Regions from separate parts of the Rattus norvegicus genome. Here region 1 is linked to region 2. A link is a contact called in public Hi-C data. All regions are on one chromosome and are shown on one strand. Each heading gives the region's core, a stretch centred on a gene start, on an enhancer-like site or on the middle of the called end of the contact. The rest is flanking DNA. Distances are from core to core; before and after follow the strand shown. Region 1 has its middle 31 kb from the start of Rpl15l3. Region 2 has its middle 190 kb from the start of Rpl15l3.

Region 1 (3,747 bases), core at 879-3,378, 220 kb before region 2:
TACATCTTTAATCTCAGCACCCAGGAAGTAAAGGCAGGCTGATCTCTGAGTTCAAGGTCAGCCTAGTGTACAGAGTTTGAGATCAGAACAGCCCCAAGGTTACACAGAGAAACCCTTTCTTGAAAAAAAAAAAACCAAAGCAAAAGGATTAAAAAAGTCAGCTACTTGTCACTGACATATATAGATATTTCATATCTAATTTTACCTTTTCTCGGCTCTTCTTTCCACCTATTGAGCCACCCACACTATCCTAAGCTGGGATATATCGCAACGAACAAAACAGACCAAATTCCCTTACTCGTGGATCGCTAGTCTCCTAGTAGAGGGTGCAAACATACAATAAAGTTCATTCGCAGAGGAGACTGTTTGATAGGAAGAGTGGGGACTCGTTGAGGAGGCCTGGGAGTTTATAAGGCTACTAGATCTGGGAAAATGTCACTAAATTACTGAGAAGGGGGATCATGAGAATTTTTGAGGGGAGAAGCACCACAGTGAGATGGAAAAACTCATGCAGAATTCCTCCACTGGGGATTTACTTTGAGTTGGTTAAATTTTTCTTTGTGGTGCTGGGGCTCAAACCCCCACCTGGCAAATGTCACTGAGCTACACGACACAGCCTTGAGCTGGCTCGGCTTCCAATCTCATTCCATTCTCTAGTCTCTGACTTTCCTCCAATCACCAAGGCAGTTCCACCAGCTCACTAAGACGTGCTCTGGCGGGCAGAACTTGTTCAGGTACCTTTGTTTAGCCTGCCTACTACTGCTTCACAAATTTTGGCCCTGCAGAGCAATGCTCCCTCTGCTTTGGCAAAACCACTTGCTCCCAAGTCTAGTCCGTGCTCAGGAGCGACCCTTGGCTTCATTCTCAGATGGTTTTTCCTTTGACTTTCAGTTGCAGTTTTTGTGTGTTTCAAGCTCCGCCAAAAAAAAAAAAAAAAAAAAAAAAATCCTTTTTCATTCCTTAAAGACTTGGTGCCGTCTTCTAGAGTTAAGAGCACTTGTGTTTCCTCTGTTCAAACAGTGCTTTCTAGCCTGTCTGTTGGTGGATTTCCTGAGACTCCAGTTCCTGACCAACCTTGTAACTGCCAAAACACTAGCTCGAAATGCAGGTCAGCTTTGTCTTCCAGCTAAAGCAGCATCCTCCTGCTGAGGGCTGAGCACCATGAGGGATCCCTGAAGACTTTCCAACAGTTTTCAAATCATACACAGGAAGCCAGTCTTCTCTTCCAGTTGTAAAATCCTGACCGTACACTTATCACCTATCGGGCTTCTGATCACTCCTACTTAGGTGGCTGAATAGACAGCTTATGAGTAGACACATTAGACTATACTTAACTCTCCGTCTGCAGTGAATTGGGTGTGCTGATAAATACGGAGAGATGCATGCAAATGCTGATAAATATGGAGAGATACATGACCAAAACCACAAGGCTATTTGACTGGCCTTCCTCTGCCCCAGGCTTTTTGCTTATTCGTGACTGGTTTACAGTGATCCCAGAATGAAGTTTTCTTTGTCCCCCTTACGGTTATGATTGCTGTCTCTACCCAGGTCATGAATCACCGAAGGCCAGAGCTCATTAACATAGTGTATACCATTTCTCTGGCTGAATCCATGTTCAGCACCGAATGGTAAATTAAAGATTCCCCAAAGACAAGCATACTTGACTCCATTATATTACTATGATGAATCTGCCATTAATATGCTTCTAATTGTTTTACTTTTATAGACATAAAATCAGTCCCCTTAGTGACTAATAATAGGGTTTATTGATTTTACTAAACATTATTCATTCCAGTCCTGCACATAGCAGCTTGTCCTGAACATATGCAAAAAGCCTGCAGTGCTGGCAGAGTGCAAATTAACTTCGTGGAGAAATGAGGATGGAGAGCTGTTTACAACTGCAGTCCCATTGAATACCGAATATTAAAAACAAGGCAGCCGGCTCTACATAGAACCATTTATTTCTAGGTTAGATTCTCAGATGGCTTTTTCATGGAAACTTGCCATTGATGTTCAGCCCAGGTCATTAACACATGCAGAGTGAAAAGGCTGGCCTTTTCCATTCACACTGGCTCTGACCCCGACTTAACATGCCTGCAGCCCAAGGCTCTCTGAATGACCCGAATGAATAGCTCTGATTGAGACCGGGATGAAACAGCCGTTTAATGATAATTACTGGCCAGTCCAGTCTCTCTCTGACTCTGAAAAAGAAACAAGACAGGCAAAGCCATTTATGATTGTTTGTGTCACTAACCACAGTCATTTTCTTCCCTCTTCCCACAGCCCTCTGAGTCATAAATGCTGTTTTCTCTCAGTTAACTTACCGGAGAGAAAACAAAGTGAAGCCTTGCAAGCTGACCATTAGCCAGGCCTCAGCCATGAATTCTCTTTTAGTTCTGTAAACAAGCCCTCTGTAAAGCCAGGAATGGTTGTCGGCCTCAGCACTGCTGACTTCTGGGAGGGAGCTGGTAGTGCTTTGGGAAACTGGCCGGTATGCTCTGGGATGTTCAACACTACCCTGGACTGGGAAGGGGCAACCTGCCCCACAAGCTATCGTCACCTACGGGCACCCTGCCCAGCTCCTGATGCACAGTAGACCCCTGAGTTTTTTGGGGGCTTTTTGGGTTTTTTTTAGAAGTATTTAGAAAACAAGAAACCCGGCTGGGCAGCGGTGGCGTGCACCTTTAAGGTGCTCTCAGAGTTAAAGGATTGCCACCCCGTGTCTGGGGACCGGGTGGGGGGGAATGGAGGGTGGGGTTGGAGCAAAACAACCATGGTAAAATGAAGGGGAAGGGCCCTACCCGGAAATATGCAGTTGTGGGGGATGAGAGGTAGGGGGTGAGGCGGGGCTTTAGAAAGTCCCAGAGACCTGGGGTATGAGAGGCTCTCAGGACTCAATTAAGACTGCCTTAGCCAAAATGCCCAACAGTGGGGAGATAGAAACTGAAGAGACCACCTCCAATAGATAGATAGGGCGCCCAGCGGAAGGATGGGGTCACCAACCTACCTTCAAAATTTTGGGCCCAGAATTGTTCCTTCCTAAAAGGAATGCAGGAACAAAAATGGAGCAGAGGTAGAAGGAAAGGCCAACCAGTGACCCATCCAACTTGGGATCCATTCTATGGTCAGGCACCAAACCCTGACACTACTACTGATGCCATGTGCTGGCAGACAGGAGCTTAGCATGGCTGTCCTCTGAGAGACTCTATCAGCAGCAGATCCTTACAGCCAATCATTGTACTGAGGTTAGGGACCCCTATGGAAGAGTTGGGGAAGGATTGGCAGAGTTGAAGGGGATCACAACCCCATAGGAAGAACAGTAGTATCAACTAACCTGGACCCCTCAGAATTCCCAGAGACTAAGCCACAAACCAAGGAGCATGCACGGGCCTTGTCTGGCCTCAGTGGGAGAGGATACACCCAATCCTGTAAAGATTTGATGTTTCTGGGAGGGGGGATACAAGGAAGGATGGTGAAGTAGGGGTAGGTGGGGGTGGAGGGGTAGAGGGGGGTTTAAGGGGTGGTTGGGTGGCAGATCGCCGTCAGAGGCAATGGGGGATGGGGTGAAGAACTCTTGGAGGGGGAACCAGGAAGAGGGGCAACATTTGCAGTGTAAATAAAACAAACAAACAAAAAAAGAAACAAAAAATACTGGATGGAAGAGATTGTTTTATGAGGAACCGAGTTTGCAGCCCCATGAGAAGCTGGATATTCAGTGACCATTATCTGTGTCAGAAACAGAAACAG
Region 2 (3,828 bases), core at 187-2,686:
TGCAGCTGCATTTAATAAAACACAGTGACAGATAGATGGATCCTACAGAAAATCTGCCGGTTGCTCTTTCTCTAAACCTCAAATGTAAACAATACAAGGACATTTGTTTCCCTGTCATGTTTCTTTTAGTACATAAAGATGAAGAACCAAATCAATCCGGGGCGAAAATAATATGTTGTCAGTGCCTCCTGGTTCACTCTTACATACTCATGCTTCTTAGGAAAGATGGCAGACAAACAGCTGACGTAAGTAGGGACAAGAGATTTCTACCCTCCTGATTTTAGAATTCCTTAGCAAGAAAATTCTAGAGAAGAAAGTTTAAAACCTAGTGACACAATTTTTTATTTGATCTTTTAAAAATACATGTATTTATTTATTTATTTATTTATTCTTTCTTTCTTTCTTTCTTTAGTTGGGTGGTTAGTGAGGGGTTGTGTGCACATGCATACTTGTACCTCTGTGCACATATGGAGGTCTGAGGAGAGCTTGTAGGAATCAGTTCTCTTCTTCTACCATATGGGCTTTGATAGGACTCAAGTTGTCAGGCTTGGTGGCAGCTGACTTTACCCGCTGAGCCATCTCACTGGCCTACTGTGGCTTTTTTAGGTATAACTACACTCTGTCAACAAAAGGACAGATGAATCATATTGTTTGTGGAATAGTCACGAATTTTCCAAGTACTCCCTATGATAAAATCTGAAGGTGGGCATTTATTAATTTGAAAAGCGTCTGGATCTTATAAAATAGTTGAAGCTCACCATGACTCACATCACCCACACCAATAATTGAGACTGATGCTGGAATTGGAAGATCTTCATATTAACTGTTCAGTAGATTGATTTTTGGTATCATTTTAATTGTACCAATGGGTGCCATACCCTGTTAAGATAAGTCATCTCAACCTGGACTCAAGTCTTTCTTCTAACGCTAAATAAGATGTTCACGTCTATACTCTCTAAGTTGGAAAATGCACTATTTTGTCACTAACGTGTAGTGCGGAACTTATTCTATGTGGTCAGCAGCAAATTAGCAACTTTGGTCTCTCGTGCAGTTGGAGACACGCAGAGACACAGGTGACGTAGGCACCGCCAGCTCCCTTGGACATTCTGCTGCTAAAAAACATTTTTAGCCCCAAGTCATAAAAATGACAGCCCGTTGGCCTACATGGAATTAAATCCTGACATTTTACTGAGGAAAATCTCCTTCTGACAGCAGTAAATCCAGTGCCTTCACCCCTTTTAAGTGAAGACAACTGAATGTTTAACTGAGCAATCCAATAATACATTTCAGAGACTTGGCTGAGAAATTATGAAAATTCTACTATTTCTCTTAAAAGTACATCACCTCATTGTTAGTCATTGTGGTAGCCATACCAGAACTCAGAGGGTAACTCTGACTGACTCATTCACAGAATTCCACAGAGAAAATAACTTCTTTTGTTGACGAAAAGTCTATTAAGAACTTCATTCCATCATCAAGTTCTGGCTAGTTGATGTCGGCATGAGGTGCCCAATAGGGATTAGAAATAATGCTCTTTAATTCTCTGGGGAGATTTTGCTTAAGTATTCACACCAGCACTGAGTTTGTACTGCCATGAATAGCGTTGAAACACACACATTGTCCCCATGGAGGATAAAGAAAGCTAGAACATTCAAAGGAAGGTTTCTGGAAATCCTCTGATCCGGACCCAGACTTCTGTGGCTTAAACACATGAAAATCCTGTTCTCATTTCTGTTCCCAAACACACAAGCATGAGTATAGCCTTCAAGCCACTTCTGTAGACAGAATCACAGTCTTAGGTAACTTTCATACTTACTGTTTCTCAAAATACAGTTACTCCAATTCACAGCTGAATTCCCTTTAAATTTTCTTGTATTTATTTTGGCAGTTCTTTAAATAGAGAGCAAAGGCCTGCTTGTGACCTCTACAATGCTCAACACATTTATGGAGTAAGTGTATTTTGCATAACTTCAGTAAAAGAGGATTAGGTAAGCTGTGCGGGTTATGAAGGCAGTAATGAGTTATTTGAAGCTTACAGTTTTGATACAAAATTGTTGGTAAAAACAAAAAACAAAACAAAACAAAAAAACCAGATGACCATAACCATGGAGAAGTGACCTACCCCCATGGCTGCCCCGCTGGGGAACTTGGCTCAGGACTTTAGGTACTGTTTAGTTCTTCTCTAAAAATTCTCTTAAATCCCATCTTTCCCTTTGGCACATTTTCTGGTTCCATCAAAATATGCTGAGTAGTTTCCAGGGTGGTGGGGGTACATGGGAATATATGTCATTTCCTCTTTTCTACCACCCTTTTGGACAATGGATATTTTCCCATTAAGCTCTAGGTGGTGACTCAATAGACAAACCAGAACGTCTCATTGAAGACAGAGAGTCCTGAGGTGGTGTCAGTGGCTTTGCCCCCACCTCTCTTGCCGTGCACAGCTGGTGACTGCTTTTGCCCTGCCACCATTTTTTTCCAACATGTGTATGGCATTAGAGACTTATGAGGTCATTTCAACTAGTGTTCTATTCAGATTTTTTTTTCTTATCTGTGACAAACTCCTGGTTCAGGAAAGTCCTCTGTAAAGTGCCAACATCTGCTAATCTCCATGGTAACTTTGGGTGACAGCCACAGGTATTGTTGCCTGGATCAGAATAATCAAAGTGGATTTGCATATGTAAAAGTCAGTGAGCTTGTGAGCACAGATCAGTAGTGACCCAAGGTCAACCAGGCAGCAACCACACATGCAGACCTTCAACTCAAACCATGAGCCTTGAGGATTTAGTGTTGAATTAGATGTGTCTGTATCTTTCCCCTACTATTTCCACTTGAAAATAAATATTCCCACTAAAGGTCTTGCCAATATGTCCTAACGTGCTCCCAATCTCTCTGGCTTAGATTCCTGTTGGAATCCAAAAGAACAAAGTGAATAGAACAGGTGCCCCTGTCTCTCAGTTGTGGCTTTGGGCAGTGGGGTGAGGTGGGCACAAACACGAGACACAACTGTATTCAGTACCACCCAGTACTGCTCTCCCTGCCAGTACTGTGATGGCAGAGGAGAGCTGTCAACATGGAACTGGTCCAGGCATTGTCTGGTTGAAAAGGTCACTGCCGCAAAAGAGCAATTAGCGGGCCCTGCTGCCCTGGAGGTTTTGGCTTAGGAAATATCCCAGAAACACAGTGCTTGGATCAACCAGTTTTACAATCTGCTTGTCATAAACCCTTTTGTCAGGAATCTGCCTTGAATCAGAACTGATAATGCTTCCCACAGTGGCAAAATAAATGCAAGTTTTGAAGCTGGAGAAATGGCTGGTCGGTTACGAGCACTTGCTTCCTTTTCAGAAGACTGAGGTTCAGTTACCAACACCCAAGCCAAGTGGCTCTAAGTACATCTACGGGGGCGGGGGGGCTATATTCCCTCTTCTGGTTTATTTAAACACTGAACTACATGGTACACATACAGATAAGTACACACACACACTCACACACACACACACACACACACACACACATCCACATTAAAACAAGCAGACAAACGAATATTTGCAAGTGTCTATAGAATATATAGAGGGGCTATTGGTTTGCTGGTAGCATGATTGTATGGACAAACAGTAGGCGCCATGGTGGCGAAACTTCCCTAGAAGCCTTTTTAGTATTTGAGAATGACTTCGGCAGCCTCAGAGTTCAGCACAAAGCATTGCTGTCTCCTAAATGTGAATCTAGAGGAAAAATGGAAGTTAGGAATGCCAGGGTTAAGCTGCCTGTGCTATTAAGACTTTCCCTGAGATCAGTTGCTTTATTAGAGATTGTTCTTAAGAGTCATTCATT

What was found. A called contact is a pair of places that touch in the nucleus more often than the background predicts.
Region 1: a Hi-C map of the A7r5 cell line shows a contact between it and region 2, with 1.7 times the contacts expected there. The contact joins two enhancer-like sites. A contact is called at or near these places in 3 of 12 Hi-C or Micro-C datasets (the A7r5 cell line, the Rat2 cell line and mammary epithelial cells).

What each region holds. Positions count from the first base shown.
Region 1 is chr18:50,498,787-50,502,533 of GRCr8, reverse strand. No RefSeq gene overlaps it. Among named protein-coding and RNA genes, the nearest start is that of Rpl15l3, 31 kb to the right of the region's middle. Within about 2 kb of position 2,128, at least 55 of the 93 cell types and tissues checked have an H3K27ac peak or open chromatin away from gene starts, as enhancers often do. A contact at or near this core is called in the A7r5 cell line, where this site is marked.
Region 2 is chr18:50,274,964-50,278,791 of GRCr8, reverse strand. No RefSeq gene overlaps it. Among named protein-coding and RNA genes, the nearest start is that of Rpl15l3, 190 kb to the left of the region's middle. Within about 2 kb of position 1,436, at least 20 of the 93 cell types and tissues checked have an H3K27ac peak or open chromatin away from gene starts, as enhancers often do. A contact at or near this core is called in the A7r5 cell line, where this site is marked.